4 separate regions of the Drosophila melanogaster genome follow, and all the other regions are linked to region 3. The links are chromatin contacts, called in public Hi-C maps. All regions are on one chromosome and are shown on one strand. The core of a region is the stretch at or near the end of the contact, and the rest is flanking DNA. Distances in the headings are between cores, read along the strand shown.

Region 1 (2,700 bases), core at 43-2,542, 130 kb before region 3:
CAACATTCATAGGGGCAGACGGAAGTATCAACTCGGATGGGTGTTTCTTTCTAATCTAGACACATACATATGTATGTATATACTACATAGGGTTTATGTGTGTTTAAATTGATATGGGCGTTACAGTTTTGAACGATTTGTAGGTATTTGGTTAAAATTGTTTTTGGCAGTTTTTGGGCGGTTCGTGGTCGTTAGAACAAGCGTGTAAACATTTGGAAACATGTGAGTATAAAATGGGATCGATGCGTTCCTATTACATACATATACTTTCTATGATCGGAGACGGTTTCTTCTACCAATTACATACATTGCAGCGAATCTAATACATATACGATTTTACTTTACAAGTAATGGGTATAATATAGGAAATAAACAAAAATCGGCAAGCCGATTTTTATATGCTTATACTGAATAATATCTATTTATGATCACGAACAGAAAAAATTTGACTTTTCCAAGGCATATGGTCGAAAACTGTTCAATACCGAGATAAAACACTTTCTAACAAAAAAGAAGATATGTATGTATGTTCCCCTTTGTCGAGGTCTTTCTGCCATACATGTAGTATGCATAGTATCGGCAACAGAAAGGCTTTTAGAAAGATTTAGTGAGAAACGGGCGTACGGATATGGCTATGTCCACCTGGCTCTTGACACTTCACATTATTTAGGATATTTTTACTGAAGTTTAAATTTACTATTTAAATAATAAAAATTACTGCGATTTCCCGTTTTAACCATCATACAACCTTAAATACGAATTGATCCGGCTATTTAAGCTCTATATAATTGTATATGTGTATGCTTTAAGAAATACGCATCCATCGATAGATCAAGATAAAAGTATCGGAAATAAATTATTATATTGTGTTCACACAGTTAAGTCACTAAGGCCATTTCCATTTCATTTACATAGCACAAAATTGATACGAAACGACAAGAACTTCAATGACAGGTGCGTATCAAACAATAGTGGTTACAAAAACCATTCTATAGCAACTCTTTTTAGTCAAGGGGCACCTCCGCTTTTCGTGGTTATCAATGCCTAAGCCATTGAAATATTATATTATATTATCAATTTCATTACATCAACTTCAACTTTATATTCAACAATATGAATTGAAAATTGGTACAGTCTGAAAATATGCGTTTATACGAGCGGATAATTTTAATTGCTATGATTTCTCAATCCGTTAACGGTTTCCATTCCGTTGCGAGTTATTAAACGATTACTTAAGAGAATCGATTACAATTTTTATCAAAAAGAATACGTAAATGATATAAATGAAAACAAAAGGTTTGGCCACACTTTCGAAAAAATATGTATACAATTAAATGAAAATAAATATGAGTTTTGGATTTTAAGCATCACTATGAGTATTGCCGACGTGGAGTACGAATATGTTGTGTTAAAAGTAAGTTCAATATAAAGTAGGACTAAGAACCGAGTTCTCGTTTTACCATAAATAGTTCCATTCGTGTGAAATCTGTTTTTTAGCGTTTCAAAATGCACATATTCTGTTTCAGATAAACGGTTACGATATTAGTCATTTGTCGAGGTATGAAGCGGTTCAAAAGTTCCTTCAATCTAAAGAAACCCTTGTCGTAGAAATACGCAGACAGAAACACAATGCATTAGATTTAGAATTAAAACATGGCTCCAATGCCAAAATATCAAAAGTGGACAATCCCGGAGAACTTTCTGTCCTAACTGACAAGTCAGCAGAAGGGACGATCACAGCTGCCAGTGCCTCTCAACAAATAAATTGCCCATCTTCAACATCGTTGAAAGAAATCGAGACGAAAACTCCTGTGGTTTTAACTCTTCGGGCTAGAAGTCATGAGGATCGTTTGGGAAGTCTACAAGCCGCATCGAAGGAAACTCAAACCCAATCTGTCGTTGGTACGGACGTTTTAAAGGATAACGATTTGGTTAACACAATTACCGACAACTTCATAGAGCATGAACACCATTTGTTCGAACAATGCCTGGAACCGGAAATCGACATTGAGGTATTTACCATACATTACTACAGCAGTACCACAAAACTGTTCTGGTCTGTCTTCGCGATGTGCGATGGCGACTTCTCTATACACTTAAGACCCATTCTATGCTTATTTAATGCAAATACAAATTGCGTTTGTATGAGCATTTGTGTAGCGTTTGCTTGGGCTGCGGGCCCACATTCAACCCTTGCCCTTGCGAAGTGCAGAAATTTTAAATGCTCATATTCTCCATATGTACATACATATGTATGTTGCAGTTTTGTTATATTCGTTGAGGAGAGACTATATACCAACACAAGCCATCTGTAGACTTTGAATGATCGAGCGGTCGGACGGGCATAACAGTTATTATTAATATTCACAAAGTTTATTATTAAAATTTTTTGGAGTTGTGTGTACACTGTCACTTGCTAAGTATTTGCACACAATGATATTTAAACAAATTTCGAGAAAGCAAAAAATATCAAATAAAATAAATAAAAATTTTTGGAAGGTATAAGGTGATTGCCTTTTGTACGCCAGTGGTTTATTTACTCTCGCCGTCTACATAAATATTATTGAAACCGATGTATTTATAACAGATCCTAAAACTGTCAGTTGCTTAGATATGTGTGTTGGGATTCAAAATAATAGTATTTTTTTATAATCAACAGGAAGTAACGCTTGTTAAAGGTGTTGAACAGTCAAGCAGCAA
Region 2 (2,700 bases), core at 153-2,652, 91 kb before region 3:
TCGCTAATAATCACTTTCTATTGTAAATCAATTTAATCCTTAAGCCGTTTTAACTCTTATAAGTTATGAGTGTAGACATTTTTACATTTCAAAGATTTCAAATAGACCCGAAGAAACTATATAAGATATATTTTTATTAGCAGGATTTGATTTGTCTCTATAATTTTGGTTCCCTAGTTGTTTTTTTTTATTACACAAAATTGAGTGCTATTATACAACAAAAATTACATGCGTATTAATTTGTACTACTGGAATGACTATATTGATACAAAGGAATTTTTAAAATTTAACCGAAGTTCCGCATTCTTGTCCTAACATTTCGTGTTTTAAATTAACGGCAAAAATGTCGTTACTCTGGAATTAATAAAAAGTACCCAACGCACTTACATAAGTATGCAAAAATAATTTTATGTGTATAAAAGAAACTTATATTAAATCAAGTACATATTCGTGCGGGTCCCCTTTGTTCCGCAGTCTTCTTATATAATTATTGCCCATTAATATGGTTGTGTAAGAAGGCAATCTGGGAACTCCATAAAAAGGGTAGGGACAATTACCGCGATGTCTAGTGTTTTCCAGATTAGCTGTCGATATATCGACGCCCGTACAGATGTTTAAGCCTTTCCACACATACATTTATGAGTTTCCTATCGATATGGAAGAAAACGATAGGTGTTCACACTGTACTAACTTATTTTTATTGCTTTGTATCAGCAATTCTGTTGTTTTACTTAAGAATAGCAATTCAAATGGAGAAGACTTCTTTTATGTATCAACAAAGTAACTGATAAGAGATTATTTATTGGATGGATTGTAAGCTACTTATTTTTTCCATTGTGGTTAACAATTTACGATTTTTTTTTGGTTATAATAAAGATTTAAATAAAATAATTTCAACAAGTGCGTCAATTTTCCTTCATCTACGCACATATAGATGGTAATCGTGCGATAAACCTAATATTACGAAAATGGCGATCACGCATTCAACCGATAAATACAGAACTAAAATACTTCCTGATCAAAAACAAGAATTTATAATTTTTTTTCTATTATTTCCACTACGTTGCAATTTTCTGACAGAAATCACTATACGCTCTGCAATGGTTTAACAATAGGAAACGCTTTAGTTGGCTTTCAAATATTTTTCACAACATTTTCAACGAGTAGATTAGTTGAACTATTAATAGCTCATTAATGGACCGATTCTTTAGGTCTGCTAAATTATCATTCTTATATCTGTGAATTTATTTATTTACTGCATCGAATTTTTGAAAATAACGTATTCTCTACGCAATCACTGGTATTGGGTTGCCATATCGATTTCTATATATGTTAAGAGTTGCCGTTTGTATTTTTACACGCCGAGAGTTGCCATCCTGATACGAGCAGATGCGTGCTGAAGTCCAATCGATACTACAAAATACCAAAATACACAGAAAATATAAACAATATTGCATAAACAATATTGTACGAACGTTCGTTTTAGTGTTTAATCACATACTGTTTTTCCCCCATCCGAAAATCGAAGAAAATGTGTGACAATCAATATCTAATAAAAGAATCAGGATACATGTGCGACCATTCGTAATATAAATATGTATGTATATTTTGTAAATATTATTCCCTACTAACTAAACCCATCTGTGTGAATTTTTCCCAAAAGCCCTCTTATTATTGCAGGTAGTACATATATTAGTCGAAATAATTATGATCCGAAAGTTTTTTAATAAGGCTTTTGACCGTAATTAATTTCGAATTGGTTTAACCAAAAAGTGACGACGGTCATTTAAAAGGTCAGAAATTTAATTTAAAATATTAGAAGAGAAACTCTAATATTTTTATTTTGTGTCATACATTGCACCCATTCGGAATATACCGTTTTTTTTTAAAATTATATGTAATGCCCTTTGGCTTGCCACTCACTCGGTGAGGCCATAAGATGTTCTCCGATCGCCACCGTGTTTAAGAGAGAAAGTTGCAGAATGAAGTCTTACAAGCACATTTCTAAAAAAGGGACAACGCTCTTAAAAGGAAATAGTTATATATACCGAGTAATGACATCTGTGATTAGTCTATGATTTATATTATAATATAGCTACGCAGATCGTAACTAACAGATACCCCTTACATTGCTGGTAGGAGTTTTTACTCCTACTCTCTTTTGAGAGATGGAGAAAAAATAAAAAGAAAAACACTCTTCGATATTGGTCGATAGCTTAAGCTGGTGGCGGTTAGATTAATTGCCATTGTAATTTGCGGGCGTTACTCATTTGGCACTCTTAAAATCAAAGTGGAAAGAAAGGTGGATAAGTAAAAAAGGGTGCGGAATGAGTACCGTTTATATAGTGTGTTTATCAAGTAAATGACAATTTTTTCGTCACTAAAGTTGATATTACAACTTTTTATGTTGGAGGTTCGATCTGAAAATAGCAACAGCAATAAAACATCGACTCTCAGAAACCAGTTACCAGAAACCATCGACAAAAATTGGCCCGAAAAACATTAAAAAACTAAACAAAAACAATTCAAATTTCAAAAGTGCGGGCGTGGGGTTATGGGTTATGGGGTTATGTTGACATGGGTAAACAAACTTGAGCTGCGTCTATGTCTCTGGAATCTGCAAGTCAACTCTATAGCTTTATTAGTTCCTGAGATCGCGGCGTTCATATGGTTAGACGGACGAACAGACGAACATGTTCA
Region 3 (2,700 bases), core at 98-2,597:
GTATTTAACAATTATTATCGATATACTTTCACGTGAATTTCTTTTAACAGGAAGGCCTGATCATACTGCTATCAAACAGAATTGAAGAGGAATTGTATTATATGTGACATGAAAACCTATAGGAGTATTATATAAAGTAAACGTCCATTTTTGGGCTAAATGCGTGAATCTCAAAATGAAAAAAGGGTCAAATATACCAGACCAGAAAATGAAGGTTTTGTTGCTTTGTGGTTTGGATATTTTCCCGTTGTCCTATATATTTTGTAAAATATAAAACGATTTCGTAGATTCTCCGTCCAGTTACCCGCTTTACTTAATATGGAGAATATTAAAATATTGTTTGTTTTTTTACCCTTAACTTATTTTATTCGGACTAGCAATGCCGTTTTTTTTTTGTTAAGGATATATAAAGATTCTTAAACTCTTTCATTTCAATGCGAAATATTTGAAAAAAGTGTGTATATATAGGATTTGTACAAAACAAATGCTCTCGGTGTTCTTCAAAAACAAAAAACAAACAAATGGCTTACAATTACCAAACCCCATAACTTGGGTTAAGGGATCATCTCACAATTGAAAAAAAGTAAACTATAGTACTATCCTTCAGCACCAAAATCGAGTATATATTTTTTTCTTATTGCAAAACCTTTGGAAGCCTTTTGTATATAAGAATATATTTTACATTTAATAAGCAACAGAAAAAGAATATGTTTAATTTTTTATATTCACATTTTACCACAGCGGCTTTTTTTTTAATATGTTCTATAATATTATTCTTATTCTGAACCTCGAGCAGAAGAGATTTTATTGACCTTCCCGTCTAAGAACTGAGCTACCCCATGCTTATACTGTGTTTCCGTGTTTGACAAAAACCAAAACTGACTGTGTCCATATATATAGTGTAATTGGAATATAAACGGTTAGTAGTACTAAATTAGGAAGAATGCTTGTCCGATCCGTTCACACTGGTAACGTTAGAATACCGGAGAAAAACTATTATTACTTAAAATGCTAATTAAGTTTAAAAAACATTTTTGTATTTCAGTACAATAATAAAAAATTTAATCATCTCCGCTAGTGAGCAAAATTCAAATATAACGACAGTGACTCTTCTGCATATAAACTTGAGATTTGCAAAAATATAGATGCATCAACTTCATAAATTCACACTTGGCTGGTTTGTCGCTCTTACCGAAATATCCTGATATATTCCTTTTGCACATACATAAATATACTTATATTATATGTCGTTTTTAATACATACCCCCACATTAATCACACTGCACATGGTCTATTCAAAGCCATATAAATAACAAGATGCGTAACGGCCATACCAAAGACACTAGAATAACAAGATGCGTAACGGCCATACATTGGTTTGGCACTATGCAGCCACTTTTTTGGTGACGGCCAAAATTGCTCTCTTTCCGCTCGCTCACGCTGAGAACATAAGAAATCTAAAAATAGAATTTGCTTGCTTGTGTGAGTAAAAACAAGAGACGGGAACGCGTATATGTGTGGGTGTTGTGCTAGAAGACGATTTTCGGGCCGAAATCAATTCTGATCAAAGAAATGAATTTACATTGTACATATTAGGGTAGTTTTTTGCCAATTTCGTAGCAATATGATGAAATAAAATAATTTTTAAAAATTCGCGCCCTTCTTATTATAATTTTAAAATTTTAATTTTAATTTTAAAATTTTTTAATTTTAAAGCTTTTTAAATTCGTTTGTTAAAATCGCCGCTCGAATTAGCTACCGTTTACATATTTATATTTATGTTGATAATTATTTATGTGTAATATGTGTAATAGTCGGTACCCAGGGAACACTACGGGGAGGCCATTACAATTGTAATGGGGTCTTATATTTACGTATATGACCTTCGAGTCGACTTGAAATATTTTAATGTTTAACATTAAAACATTTCCATATTCCCCAATTAAGTTATTTTTCTAACTATTGTTTTTTATTATATATTGCTCGATTTTTCAGTCGTCAGTTATTTAAATAACGCTCATTTTTTTTATTCATGAGATAGAATGCTGAGCTTAGCTTGCTTTTTTTGTCTATCAGCTATCACAGTCCACTTACAATGCTTAAAAAGCAAAACTTTTATAAGTTTGTTTAAAAGATCTGTTCTATGTGCATAACATTCATTATTTTCATAAAACCATAATGGGAAGGCACTACTTTCATTTGTGCACTTAATGCATTGCTCAACAATAAATTTTTTTATACACATTTGTTTTTTATTATTTTTAAAAATATTTTCGAAAGCTTTAATGTGTATTTTGTAAATATTAAAAAATAAATCAGATGGTGCCCTTAATTTCCCGAAGTCCGATTCTATTGAGTAGTTTTTCTCATGTATAAAAAGCTCTGATGGAGCTGTTAAATGCTCGGTTTCTTTTAAAATTACCGATCTGCATTTATCGCAACTGGATCCCTTAGCAATATATCCAACAAAATATCTACTGGAAGTTAATTCAATGGGTACATCATTGCACAAAAAGTTATCTATATTTTGGTCAAAGTACCTCTCATTGTCTTGCACGATTTTGGAAAATGATACAGAGTATTCTTGTTGCTGTATTTCTTTTTTTTCAACGAAAGGCTGATATATTATCGAATCGAACTCTATTGGCAACATAACATCATCATCTGATTCGCAATTCGACTTTTGTGAAAATTTAAAAA
Region 4 (2,700 bases), core at 183-2,682, 78 kb after region 3:
GTTGCCGCAGAATCTCCAGTTCCGTTGCGGTCGCTCCATGTGCGTTCGGCCTGGCAGAAAAAATCAACAACTAATCGTACTTCCTTATTTAGTTCGTATTTGCAATTACCTTTGATATAACCGATAAGCTTTCATCATATAGACCGCTTGGGCGTTGGTATATCGGATGATAGGCCGATTTTCCGCGCATCCGTCCCCGGTCAACGGTTCCACCACGTCCAGAGCCTCGGGAGGCACTACCAAATCCACTGGGCGAGCGCTGCAACCAGGCAGGACGAGACTAGTTTCAAAGAAAAGTAAATTATGTTCTAAAACTCATGTCAAATTACTTCACATACGTTATTGCCAAGTGAGTTTTGGTTGATGTCCTCCTCGGAGCTCGGTGTCAGTGCAAGAGGGCACTGAACCTTTTCCACGAAGAGCTTTTTGAACGATGGCAGGATCTGCGGCAGTAGGCAGTTCCGATCGAACAAGGACAGCATTTCCTCGCGTCCGTACCGGTATTCTGGAAATAGATTACGGGAAGCGGATGCCGCCGTGTTGTTTCCCAGGTTGTGCCCTCCAATCGAATTGTTTTGAGCTGCATTACCAACGTTGTAGGTACTGGGAGAGCCCGAAGGCTCGGCTGACATATTGCGCAACCATTCCGGGCCAAATTTCATTGAATCTGTCATTTTTATTTGCCTCTTGTTTAATGTTATGCTGACAATAAGTTCAAAAAAGTTTTTGGTTGATTTATTTGTAAGAAAGGCAATGAAATCAAATTTTCAGTGTTTTTGTTAAACTCCTAATGGCTTTATGATTCTGTGCACAATTGTTTATTTTTCAAACAGTTCAAGTTCTATAAATAAAGCAAACAGCTTCAAGTCTTTTTCAAAGCAAACAGTACAACAAAGGATTTATTTTAAAGCTTAGTTAAGAACTAGTGATAAAAAAAAACTTACCAGAGCTTTACAGAATGGATAGTAAAAGTAAAATAATATAATATAAAAGCAACACAGAAACCTAACCTAAAATATCAAACTGATTGTCACACACGAACGCGAAATACACATGCACCCTCATCACACATTAAAATTAACATGTTTATAGAATTGAAATGTCTGATTCGAGCTTTCATGTTTGAAATATAGAACTAATAGAACTAATATAGATCTAAAAGGTAAAAAAAATTCGTAAGTATCTGGACGCATACAGACACACAGTGATGTATGTACAAATTTTTGATTTGTGTGACTTTATCACACTGGGCGGGTGTGTTTTATTTTAAAGATTGTTTAGTTAATTCTTCTGGTAATCTTAATAAAATCAAGCCACTATAACTGCACATCCTAAAAAAATTTTTTAAATTGAATTTCGTAAAAATATTCAACTTACACGTACCACCGAGATATCTTAAAATACCAACGCCAACATAAGATAGAGCAAGGCCAGCGTGGCCGTCTTGCGATATGTCAAGCTTCCAATTTAATTTAGCACAGGGGTATTCTTGCCACTTTTGCTTCTTATACACTAGCTCCACTACTACTAGTTGACAGATACATCACCCTTGTCTTCACATTGCAACATCAAGCACCGGGATTTAGAGAATGCATAAGTGTCAATCTTTAAATCAACCAATCCGTCTGTCTGTAAGAACGTCTCGCTTTCAGGAACTATAAGAACTAGAACTTAAAGCATGCTGATTCTATAGATATAGACGCAGACGATGTTTCCACGACCACTAACTATGTGTTGATTTTTTTCTTTAAGTTGAGTAACGGGAATTCTTGCTTTAATATTATTATTTAATTATTATCACTGCCAAAGCTAGATTCCTACCTTGTTGTTAGCTTTGTATTGAAACTTAGTCTTTCGGAATTGTTAATAATTTTATATTTAACAAGCAGTCGATTTTCATTTCAAGTTCAAGTTTTTCAGTATTATAACATAACAGTAGAAATAGTAAAGTGTAAGTAAACGATGTATTAGTTTATTTTGAATAAATATATAAATACAAATGTATATATTTAAATATATATATATATATATATATATAGTAGTGGATATATATATTTATATATATATATATAAATTTTAATATGGTTACATTATTTTCATAACCGTTTTCATAACCACGTTTGTCTGGTTTGATCCAAAATGAATACCTGGTTTGTGATTATTTTGGTCTTTTTACATAAGTCATGAAGTGAGGGGTATGTGTCAAAAATTTGCTGCGATGTATACGCACCCCTTTTGTCTTTTGTATAACTGTCTGTTCGTACGTATGAACGCCCAGATATTGGAAACGAAAATCGCCAATGGTGCATGTGATTTGTCTGAAAACGATATGACGCCCATAACGCTGATGCCCATGTTCTGAAGGATTTTCGGATACCTTAATCGTATAACAGCGAAGCTCGAGCGATCTTAATCTTTACCACGTTTCGAGGCAGTGAGTACATCTGAAATTTTGGCACTGTTCCCAGATCGGGCGCTTAACGCATCGCTTATAATGCTTTTAATTTAGCGTAAGGGTCATTTCAAAATGTAAACCAAAAACGCAGACTTCGTAACGAGACCTAAAGTCAGTTGCACCCGTTCTGAGCGTTCCTGCGTGTGGGGGAAAAAATATCATTGCAACAGCAGGATCTCAGCCTGCTCCAAGTTAGGAGTATGAGAAGGAATGGCGAGCAGTAGGCGAGGCTTCTCGTTATCTCG

The links. A called contact is a pair of places that touch in the nucleus more often than the background predicts.
Region 1: a contact with region 3 is called in a Hi-C map of the Kc167 cell line, with 7 times the contacts expected there. The contact joins the promoter of Slip1 here to the promoter of MED26 in region 3. A contact is called at or near these places in 19 of 107 Hi-C or Micro-C datasets (the Kc167 cell line, the OSC cell line, the S2 cell line and 8 more).
Region 2: a contact with region 3 is called in a Hi-C map of the Kc167 cell line, with 3 times the contacts expected there. The contact joins the promoter of ey here to the promoter of MED26 in region 3. A contact is called at or near these places in 21 of 107 Hi-C or Micro-C datasets (the Clone 8 cell line, the Kc167 cell line, the ML-DmBG3-c2 cell line and 8 more) and 1 of 6 datasets of contacts at active chromatin or transcription factors (the Kc167 cell line).
Region 4: a Hi-C map of the Kc167 cell line shows a contact between it and region 3, with 5 times the contacts expected there. The contact joins the promoter of Gyf here to the promoter of MED26 in region 3. A contact is called at or near these places in 55 of 107 Hi-C or Micro-C datasets (the Clone 8 cell line, the D17-c3 cell line, the Kc167 cell line and 20 more) and 1 of 6 datasets of contacts at active chromatin or transcription factors (the Kc167 cell line).

The regions. Positions count from the first base shown.
Region 1 is chr4:662,329-665,028 of dm6, forward strand. It overlaps Slip1 (SLo interacting protein 1), which reads left to right and starts at 1,293. Exons shown (of 6, transcript NM_143676.2): 1 at 1,293-1,414; 2 at 1,527-2,012; 3 at 2,660-2,700. The coding sequence starts at 1,373. CG46466 reads right to left here and starts at 796. Exons shown (of 2, transcript NM_001382171.1): 1 at 625-796.
Region 2 is chr4:696,287-698,986 of dm6, forward strand. It overlaps ey (eyeless), which reads left to right and starts at 1,403. Exons shown (of 8, transcript NM_166789.2): 1 at 1,403-1,597.
Region 3 is chr4:787,631-790,330 of dm6, forward strand. MED26 (Mediator complex subunit 26) reads right to left here and starts at 1,348. Exons shown (of 6, transcript NM_166791.2): 1 at 1,265-1,348.
Region 4 is chr4:865,593-868,292 of dm6, forward strand. It overlaps Gyf (Gigyf), which reads right to left and starts at 1,433. Exons shown (of 10, transcript NM_001169357.4): 1 at 1,384-1,433; 2 at 339-702; 3 at 110-280; 4 at 1-50. The coding sequence starts at 674. It also overlaps a transcript of unc-13 not described here and asRNA:CR43425.